Regions from separate parts of the Hordeum vulgare genome. Here all the other regions are linked to region 3. The links are chromatin contacts, called in public Hi-C maps. All regions are on one chromosome and are shown on one strand. Each heading gives the region's core, a stretch centred on a gene start, on an enhancer-like site or on the middle of the called end of the contact. The rest is flanking DNA. Distances are from core to core; before and after follow the strand shown. Region 1 holds the start of LOC123446172 (translation initiation factor IF-2-like). Region 2 has its middle 310 kb from the start of LOC123447947. Region 3 holds the start of LOC123447947 (ABC transporter G family member 25).

The links. Hi-C and Micro-C count contacts between places; a contact is called where the count stands out from the background.
Region 1: a Hi-C map of leaf shows a contact between it and region 3, with 5 times the contacts expected there. The contact joins the promoter of LOC123446172 here to the promoter of LOC123447947 in region 3. A contact is called at or near these places in 1 of 6 Hi-C or Micro-C datasets (leaf) and 1 of 1 datasets of contacts at active chromatin or transcription factors (embryo).
Region 2: a contact with region 3 is called in a Hi-C map of leaf, with 2.9 times the contacts expected there. The contact joins the enhancer-like site here to the promoter of LOC123447947 in region 3. A contact is called at or near these places in 2 of 6 Hi-C or Micro-C datasets (leaf and seedling) and 1 of 1 datasets of contacts at active chromatin or transcription factors (embryo).

The regions. Positions count from the first base shown.
Region 1 is chr4H:83,087,998-83,091,533 of MorexV3_pseudomolecules_assembly, forward strand. LOC123446172 (translation initiation factor IF-2-like) reads right to left here and starts at 2,074. Exons shown (of 1, transcript XM_045122852.1): 1 at 916-2,074. The coding sequence starts at 1,725. The coding sequence ends at 1,132.
Region 2 is chr4H:82,421,189-82,424,597 of MorexV3_pseudomolecules_assembly, forward strand. It overlaps the pseudogene LOC123450300. Among protein-coding and RNA genes, the nearest start is that of LOC123447947, 310 kb to the right of the region's middle. Within about 2 kb of position 1,408, at least 2 of the 3 cell types and tissues checked have open chromatin away from gene starts, as enhancers often do. A contact at or near this core is called in leaf, where this site is marked.
Region 3 is chr4H:82,730,317-82,733,689 of MorexV3_pseudomolecules_assembly, forward strand. It overlaps LOC123447947 (ABC transporter G family member 25), which reads left to right and starts at 1,623. Exons shown (of 3, transcript XM_045124689.1): 1 at 1,623-1,966; 2 at 2,090-2,933. The coding sequence starts at 1,841.

The sequences.
Region 1 (3,536 bases), core at 824-3,323, 360 kb after region 3:
CGCGCACCAGGAACCGTCGGCCCACCTCTGGACGCCGCCGGCCTACGTCCACCTCGTCAGCGAAGGCGACGACGACGACACCGGTGGCCAGTGAAGACGGCGACGGCCACGACATCGACGTTTTTTTATGTTAATTATGTCAAACTGGGTCGTTTTGTGGCCGTGAAAACTGAACCTTTTTTATGTTAATGGTATTATGTTTTAAGATTTTTAACCACGTTTATTCACTTTTGAGTTAATTTTTTCTATTTTTTAATCACGTCCAACACGGACATGATTTGGGATGCGTCCGCGCGGTGAACGCACGCACGATCCAACGAACAGAAGCGGTCATGGATGAACTCATTGCCGTCCCAAACGGTATGTTTGGGGTCATGCGGTGGAGTTGGTCTTACAACACCACATGATCCTCCGGAAAAAAAAAACCGCATGATGATTACTGGCGGATTCTACATCCGCCTTAGCCTTCGTGACTGACAACGGCCTAGCTAAGTCAGCTTATCGTCATCTTATCTTAGGATTCAAAGTTTATCTACTGCTATAGGGAGTTTCTTCCCAGAAACTTTCTCGTTAGCAGAACATATGCATGTTTGCCCATTGCCCCAAAAACTTATGTATCGAACAGCTTGTAATAGAGGATTGTAACCCTGCAATTGTGAAAAAATAACTCCCTATGGCACTTTCAAAAAAAAAAATCTAGTGCTAAAAACACCTAAAATTTTGCAAAAGCTGGACTACTTAAAAATGGCAGTAAAACACATTATTGACATATACTCCCTCCGTCCGAAATTACTTGTCATGGAAATTTATAAAAATAAATGTATCTAAAACTAAAATACATCTAGATATATCCATACCCGTGACAAGTATTTTCGGACGGAGGGAGTAGTATATATAAAAAAGCCATATAAGATATATCGGTTGCTATATCACTTTTTCTCAAATGTAGGTATGGATCACATCCACTAAATAGCTGAATTGAGATTACCATCAAAGTACACGCAAACGAAAAGAAAAGAAAAGGTGAGATTTCTTTTCGATATTTTCCCACCACTCGCTGCTCACATCCATTATTTATGTACCTGGCTGAGCCCACACACACTTGATGGATCTCAGAAATCGGGAGGGCCCTTATCTCTTGCCGGGCCGGCCAGCGCGGCCCTGGCCCGCCCGCCCGACGGCCCCCACCGGTCGGCGTACCACGAAGGCGCCCTCGGCGACGCCCATGGCGTTCCTGCAGCCGTACAGGTCCAGCAATCCCACCACCCCGCCAGTGGCGATGGACCACCGCCGCGGCCCGGCGCGGACGGCCGACGCCGGCTTAGGAGGAAACAGCGCGTCGATGTCGATGGCGCTGGTGCGCTCCCTGGTGCATTCTGCCAGCGCGGCGGCAAAGGGGTCGGCGGCGCCTGGAGCGCCCGGCGCCGATCGGTTGGCGCGGCGTCGGGAGGGCGACGCACGGATCGGCGGCGGGAGCGGGAGCGGCGCGGACGGGGAGGCAGCAGGGTCCGCGGCGCCGCGGAGGAAGGAGTGGTTCTTGGGGATGCCCGGGTGGTGCTCCCAGGAGAAGGGGATGGAGGTGGTGCGCGGGGACGGCGACGGCGAGGAGGCGGCGGAGGAGGCCGTGGAGAAAGACGACGACGAGGACGACGAAGACGAGTAGGAGGCTGCGCGCTGCCGCCGGTGAGCCTGCGTCGGCAGTGGTGGTTGCGCCCGTGTCGTCATGGGAACGAGAGAGGAGGCTGGTAGCTAGCTGGATGGTAGCCGAGTGTGGGCAAGGCGGGGACACAACAACGCAAGGGGCAGATAAATACGTACACTCAGTAGTCACCATGGTGGAGCCATTAGCGTTTGAGACCCTTACGTTTTTCAAAATTACATGTACTGTCTTATTCGTCTGTCCTTTTTTATTTGTATCTCCTTTTCCTTTTTCCATTTCTCTCTTTTCTGGCTGCTAAGGGATAGGGTTCTCCATTTTAATTTTTATTTGCAAAGTTGATTCGTTATTATAAAATGATCAACCAATGGCTGCTTACAAGTCCGTTGAATGCCGCGGATAGTGCCTCTGATTTCCAACCTGAAAACATTATTTCTTCAGAGTAGGCACGGCAGCACAATTTTCACTAAAGCAAAGCAGGTGCGGTATTCGTGCGAATTCTTGATACAAAATTATGTAAGGCAGGCCCGGATGGGATGCATGCAGCTTCCTTTCTACGTAAAAAATTAAATGAGGTCCATGCACACAGATTAAATTCCAGGTGTATTTTATGGTTATACTCGCACTAGTTTGGACCAAACAAAGACACCGTGCTGGTTTCCAACTTGTCCTCTCCAGCACTATCTATTTCCTAAATTCCCTAATCCTGCACGCGGGCCTTTAATTTCTGCAGCATACAAATAGTTTAATTTCGCCATCTTCGCCCCCAATCTGATTAGTAGGTGTAGTCCTACCATATATGTTAAACATATACAGATGACTTAGCGTCTATTTCGAGCTAATGGACAAATTAACAATGTTAGGAAGGGGTAATTAATAACTAACTATACATGTGCTAGTACATAGCTTAACTCTGTCTTCAGCTGATGAGAGAAATTAACAATGTGAATGCGTGCCCTTGCGAAGGCTTGCTTCAATTGCACCGCACTGAAGTGCTGCGGTGGGCTCGCATAAGATCGTACCGCACATAACATATACACGATGTACGGTTTGGGCCTTATGCGGTGGGTGACATGTGGCACGTACACGTATGTAATAATGGTTATCCGTAGAAGGGAGGACGAGTGAGATGCAAGGCTAGCTAGCTGGTTGCCTTCTTTCTTGCCATATACGTACACTCAGAATCCGGTTTCGACAAACCTACGAACGTATGATGTACGTACTGCATTCAGGGGCGTATGATGGGATTTGTCCCTGAATCTTCCTCTTGCTTCTGCTTCTCATGGCATTTATGTTTGGAGGTGGAGGAGATGGAAAGCAACGTAGATCAGCCGTCGCTAGGAAATAATTGCAGGGAAAGAAAGAAAATTATTTAGTTGTTTCATATCTTATAGACACCGTAAATATTTGCGGGGAAAACGGAAGTTAGAATTCACTGTACTGTTCGTTGTGCATTGCCGGATTCAAGATCAACCTCCAATATAAATAAATTAATGGAAATCATCGTAAAATAATTGTTCTACGGTTTGGTGCTTCAGAAAAAAAAAAGATCAACCACCAATTAGTGGTAGCGGAACGAAAGGTCCCCTAAACAATTAAATAAAAAAAAAGGTCCCCTAAACAAAAGGAATGCATTTGATGCCTGGCCGCTAAACTAAACCGGCCCATTGAATGTGCGTACGCGCAACATAATTATCATTCCTACACAGGAGCGCCGTACTACTTTTTTTTGAGGGACAGGAGCGCCGTACTACTTTTTTTTTTCTTGAGGGACAGGAGCGCCGTACTCATCATCACCAAATCAACTGCGCCTTGCTATTTTTCCGCGAATAATGCTGTGCAGAAGAATAGAGCGTTGTGCATTGAATCGGTTAACTTG
Region 2 (3,409 bases), core at 158-2,657, 310 kb before region 3:
CGGCTCGTAATAACTATGCTATTTTATTCGGTCCAAATTATGTTATTTGATTCAAACTATGTAAATTCATGCAAAATAGAACGGCCAGCCGTCCACGTCGGCATATATGGATCAGCACGTTGGACGCTGTCGACCCATATCTAAAACACGACGAACACCGGACGGATGGTGGATCCAAACGGATAAAAAGCGAACGAGGACAAGATCACCGTTTGTTTGGATCGTTTCATCGGAGTTGCTCTTAGTCTTCCAGAAGACGCTATTTCAAGTCATGTAGGGCCGGACTGCTGAAAATGCTCTCACGCATTCCATGTGCAGCAGTAACTGAGCTACACGGGTAAAGTGGTACGCCACGTGTTGCGAATGCAAGGGCTACACATCCAAAGCGAAAAAGGCAAACACGCACATGCAGCATGCACCTGATCAGGTTCAGCAACCATGGTGTGCGGGCCAGCCATGTTTGGCTCCCAGAACATGAATGCTTTCTTTTCACTCATATGATGAGATCGATTTTTCCGTTTTAAAAAATAAAATAAAAGTAAGAATGATTTTACAAGGTAGTATTGTAATACTCCTTTCGTCCCAAAATTCTTGTTTTATATTTGTCTAGATATGAATGTATCTAGTCACGTTTTAATATTTAGATATATCTACTTTTAGACAAACCTAACACAAGAATTTTGAGACGGAGAAAGTACATTGCAGCAGCATGGGGCGGGCAACCACAGCGCCGTATTAACAGTGGTAATGAGGTGGTGGGCGACAGTGGCACGGCGATCGGCGACGGTGGGTGGGCGAAAGACGGCGGAAATGGCGGCACGGTGGTCGTCAGCCCGGAGGTGCAGTGAGTTTTGGCGGGCGACGTTGACATAATATGATTGGGGCTCATATTGCGGAGAGGTCATTTTCTACTAAATATTGTTGAAGTTGGACTGCCTTATTGGGGGTCATTAGTATTTTTCGTAATTAGGAATCTATTGGACCTGATTTTTCGGCCCAACTTTCTCAATACCTGATTTTCATCTGTGGAATACTCCCATCAATTTCTATTAATGTCGTTGATTTAGTACAAGCAAAGATGATATCCCACGGTGTGATTTATTCTGTTTCTCTCTAGTCTTCGACTTCAACACGGGTGCGCCCATCCAGCTCTCCTGCTTGCCTACCTGAATGTATACAGCATGCGATTAAATTCTGGTATCTTAACAGTACTAAAGATCTCCCAAATAGTGCACCACCCCAATTAGGTTCCCCCCAATTATGAGAGATATCTTGTCCAAAAACCGGCAGCCAATTATGTGAATCTATCAGAGATCTGACTACAGTTCGATCATATCTCGCATTTGCATGTGTCGCTGCACTAGCTAGCTAGTGTGTAGACAGAGGAAACACACAAAGAAGAGGGAGAAATGTGATAGAGGTAGCCAGCCAGCCAGCCAGGCTGGGAGAAAAAGAAAGCAGCTTTTTGGAGGATGGCTACATGTCGTGAGTCAATTATAAGCGGCTTGGAAAGAAAGACGAACCTCCTACATGCAACGTGTAAGGTATAGCATCTATCCATGTCAGGATCAGCGCATATATATCGACCCACCAATGATTATGGCCATCAAAAACAAGAGCACAATCAGGAGGAGCACTTAGCGTGTAAGCATGACATGTAAGCTGTCTAGCCAGGGCTGGGATTCCCCGGCGATAGCATCATTCCTGACGCGTGAGATGAATTGTGCCGGCTTTTCTTTTTCTTCAACTCCTGTTCAATTTTCGTCACCTGGACAGCAACTGTTTATCCGTCCTGCAGGTCCGATCATTGTTCCAAAATATATTCTCAGGCGTCCACCCAAATGTCCTTAATATTCTCAAACCGTATATATCGTTGCTAGCTGGCCGCCATCTAGTGGAACACAGTATTTTTGCTTTTCATTCGGATCTTAGAGCTAGCGAGCGTAGTTAGTTTTTCGTCACGTTTCGGATTTGTGGAAAATGAATATACCAGTACTAATGGACTAAGAAAATAATAGTTTAAAATCTGTAAGAAAATAGAATGATTTAGTCAGGACTGCATAACTCATGTCCCATTGAAAGTAAGTGGTTGTGTGCTGGTATTTTGGACTCTTCAACTATGCAAATGCCTTTGGCCTAACCTTATTCCGGCAATTAATTCCATGCATGCATGAATGCACGATATGTGACTGCCCGACATGCAGCTAAATGCATACTCCCTTCGTTTCAAATATTTGAAGTTGCAGCTTTGTTCTCAGTAAAAAAAAGGTTGGATCAATCTATAGAAAAAAAAAACGCTAGTGCCTGGAATATCCAAAAAATATGTGTAATATGTAATTATATTTCAGATGAATCAAATGAATTTGATTTTGTGTTGTACTCTATATATAGTCAAGCTTAAAGAGTAGAACAAAACCAGAACTTCAAGTATTGTAGAAAGAGGGAGCACATGTTATATGAGAGCATATCCTTGTCAATTGATTGTCTAGATCGCTCAAGTTTTGACAAATGCATGCACATATAGTACTATGTAGGTAGCTGCCTAGAGCTAGCTACCTTGACTTAAGCTATAGCATTATGCAGATTAGTATCTTAAGTGCTGGTGACGATGACCATGCATGGAATGCGACTAATCATTGAATTATTTGCCCCACATAAGGCAATATGGAGGACCCAAATATACACTGAACTTGCAGATACGATCATGGCCATTTTGTGCACCTAGATTCCTCATATGCTTAGCTGATTAAAGTGCTGACTTACCTGTAGCAAGCAAGCGTGCTTCACTATCAAATGGGCCACGTAACCGACGAGGTCAGTCACCTACTTTTACATATAGCTAGCTAGCTAGTTAGCTCACCTTTAGTACGTAGTCAAACCATTGAAATTGCAATATCCCACTATGACTAATCTTACACTACCTACAACTAACTAGACGTCTAAACAAGGAGAGTCCATTCGCATTTTCCATTCAAATTCTAGTCAAATATCAAGGCATGTGCAGCACACGGTGCCATGTTTGCAACCAGAAATTTCACAATGATTTTATGGAATATAGTACTTGCTCTGTTCCACATTATAAAAATATTCTAACAATTTTTTTTCTAATATATACATGTTTTAGTGCTTTTGTTCGCTCATTTTGGTTTGAATGTAATCCACATTGAAATACCAAAAATATTTTACAATTTCAATTTATGCAAAACATCTGATGTGCCCCCTACATTAACGGTTTTCGTTGCGCGACACATATGCACATTATCACTTTTCCTATCATCCCACGCTACCATGTTTGAGACGCAAAAACTACTTGACAGGAATCGGTTTATTTTCTGCGAAAAAGATTCACAGGCCGGCTCGATCCAGCAACAGATCTATCTAGAGATAACACATGATAAACCCTTTGAGC
Region 3 (3,373 bases), core at 373-2,872:
GTCGAGGATCTCACGGTTCGGGTCGTCGTATGTCGGGTCTCCCAGTCTAGGCATTGTAGCAAAGAGAATGCAGGAACCCATCTGCTCCTCATTCGTCGTTCGAGCCGAGACAAGCTGCCGCGAAGAACACTCGGAGAAGAGCGACACCGCATTTATGTCAATACTGTAAGGCACCGACGGTTCCGAGCTTCTTGGCAGTATAGCAGTACAGAGGCTTGTAATGCTCCGGCCACTGCCTCGTATGTACTATGGGCGCTCCCGTCTAAACACCGCGGCCTCCGTTGTTACGCCCACCACAACCACCACACCCACCACGCCCACCAACATCCATAAGCTTCTTGAGCTTCTCCTTGTTTGTGGCCTTCGCTTTGACGCGACGAGTTTGCCGCGTACCAAGCTGATCTTTCGGGCGGGCAGGATGCTCGGATCCTTTGACACCTCTGTCACCTCCATCTCTGGTAGGTTCTTCTTCGATTCCAAGCGTCGGCGGCATAAGAAAGAAGAGGTGGATGAAAAGGGTGGGAATTGGATGAAGAGCAGCGAAGATGGAAGAAGGGAGTGGGGGTTTTGGGGTTGAGATCCTCTGCAGTACCGTATGATGCTGTAGTGCGGATGACATATGGGGCCAGGTCCCACATGACAGTGACCTTACTGTACCATACAGTACTTCAGAGGATCCTAACCCGGGGTTTTGGCACGGAAATAGTACAGGTTGCTACAAAAGTGTGGGCTCTCCTTTTTGGTGGGAGGGGGGGGGGTCGGAGTCCGACCTTCCTCGTGTGTGGACTCCCGCAAAATCCTCCCATATTTCGTTCAAGTTTGCGAAGAAATTATGCTCCGCACCACCCAACGTACAGATACAGAAGTGTGTAGAATGATTTTCACGGTTATTCTCATAAAATGTGAGCAATTTGAGGGTCGGTATTGGAGATGCCCTAACACCGTCCGTCTGCGGCAAAATATGCAACTACCAAATTGTCAAAATGGACTAACAAAACCAGACTCTGAAAATAAAATATGCAACTACCAAGCATTGCATTTCTAGACCTAACTGCGCACAATGATGTGTGTAGAATTGCGCTTGACGATGCCCAACGGCTCACTTGACTGAGAAACAGCAATTTGACAAGCGAAGATATCGGGAAAAGTCAAGAGCCACTTTGTAAAATCAGCGGCGCGGCTTAGTTAATACTCGTACTAACCGCCCCGGCACAGTAGGAGGTCCGGGCAGGGGTGTGTGTGATGCCTGTGGTGGGGCGCGCACACACGCACAGGCGCGCTCTGCTGATGCCACCTCGCGCACCAAAGCCCACCATCTTCTCGCGCGCTTTTCTCTCCTCCCTTGCTTGGATTCCCTGAACCAAACAGCCAGCAGCAACTTGTGCTCTGCTCGCTCTCTTCCCTTCCACGGCGACCCCACCGGAGCGGCGCCGGTCCAACCATAAAGGAGGGGAGGGGAGGGGGGGGCATGGGGTGCCGCGCGCCAAAAGCAGCAGCACACCACCGCCGGCGGGCCCGCCGCTCCACTCGCCGTGCCCCTCCCGCCACGTGCCGCGTCCCCTGCGCCGGTGACGTGGCCCTCACCACCTCCATGTCCATGTGCCATAGCCTCCTCCCCCTTTATATACCCCTCCAACCTCCCACACCCCCTTCGATCTTCTCATACTCCATCCATCACCACCACCACCATCCCGCTAGGCTCGATCAAGCTCGCGCCAACCACCACTCGCTCGTCTCGCCGTCAGATTTCCACTCCCTCTTTGCCGCCAGCTGGTCTCATACCGCCGATCGTCTGGCGAGTAGCATATCGGAGCAGAATTAAGTTCGAGCAGCGATCGCGATGCCTCCCAACGGGCAGAGCGTGCATGGCGGGGGCGGCCTAGTCTCACCCGCTACGGCCGCGCCGGCGCCGCCGTCCAAGATGGATTGCTTCTTGACGTCCGTCTGCACGCCGCTGAATCTCCAGGTACGTACTGTTACTGTAGTACGCACGGAGCTGCATGCATGGCCGATTGTGCACGGCTTGAGCTTTGGGTCGCCGACTTGTTTATGACGTTGGGCGTGCGCTTGGCTTGATGGTGTGTTGCAGTTCATCGACGTGGCGTACCGCGTCAAGGTGGAGAGGACGGCGAAGGAGCCGCCGGGAAGGATATCGCACTCCGGTGGTGGTGGTGGTGGCGGTGCCGCCGGCGGCCTGTCGGCCTCTGTTGAGGAGAGGACGATACTCAAGGGGATCACCGGCGAGGCGCGACCCGGCGAGGTTCTGGCCGTGCTAGGCCCGTCCGGCAGCGGGAAGTCGACGCTCCTGTCCATCCTGGGTGGCCGCCTCGCCGGCCGCTACTCCGGCACGGTCCTAACCGGCGGCCGCGCCCCGTGCCGCGCCGTGCAGCGCCGCACGGGGTTCGTCGCCCAGGACGACATCCTCCACCCGCACCTGACCGTGCGCGAGACCCTCGCCTTCTGCGCCATGCTGCGCCTCCCCACGTCCGCCCCGACCTCCGCCAAGCTCGCCGCCGCGGACGCCGTGATCGCGGAGCTGGGCCTCGGCACCTGCGCGGACACGATCGTGGGCAACGCGTTCGTGCGCGGCGTGTCCGGCGGCGAGCGGAAGCGCGTGAGCATCGGGCACGAGCTGCTGGTGAACCCGAGCCTGCTGGTCCTGGACGAGCCCACCTCCGGGCTGGACTCCACGGCGGCGTCCCGGCTGGTGGCCACGCTGTCGGCGCTGGCGCGCAAGGGGCGCACGGTGGTGCTATCCGTGCACCAGCCGTCCAGCCGCGTGTACCGGGCCTTCGACTCCGTGCTGCTGCTCTCCGAGGGCAGCTGCATGTACCACGGGCCCGGCCGCGACGCCATGGACTACTTCGCCTCCGTCGGCTTCGCGCCGGGCTTCCACGTCAACCCGGCCGACTTCATGCTCGACCTCGCGAATGGTGAGTAGTATACTTGTTGTTAGTTGTTACTACACACGCAATCAAACCCTTCTTTTCTTTCCATGAAACTATGTTACTAGACGATCGATAGAGTTACAACTTACTACAAGAGATGCTTCCTTCCAAGATGAGCACGAACAGAAATCTGGATTCACCAAAGCGTTAGACAATCTAGCTAGAGGGAGAAACGTCCTGAAAGCAAGCTTAGGCAGCAGGGGGGAATAGTACGTACTGCACTAGATGTTTATGTTCCCCTTTTAGCATCGCGGGTGACTAGATTTTTGGATTAGGGATGATGACATTGGAGACGAGCAAAACAAATCCGGTAGGCGAGTGTGGAGTGCACCCAACTAAAAAGATCGGGAGAGAGAGAAGGTGCGCAAACAAAAGAGCGGTGCGAGTGCCCTAGATTAGATAGCTAGCAGTAGCACTAGTGGTGT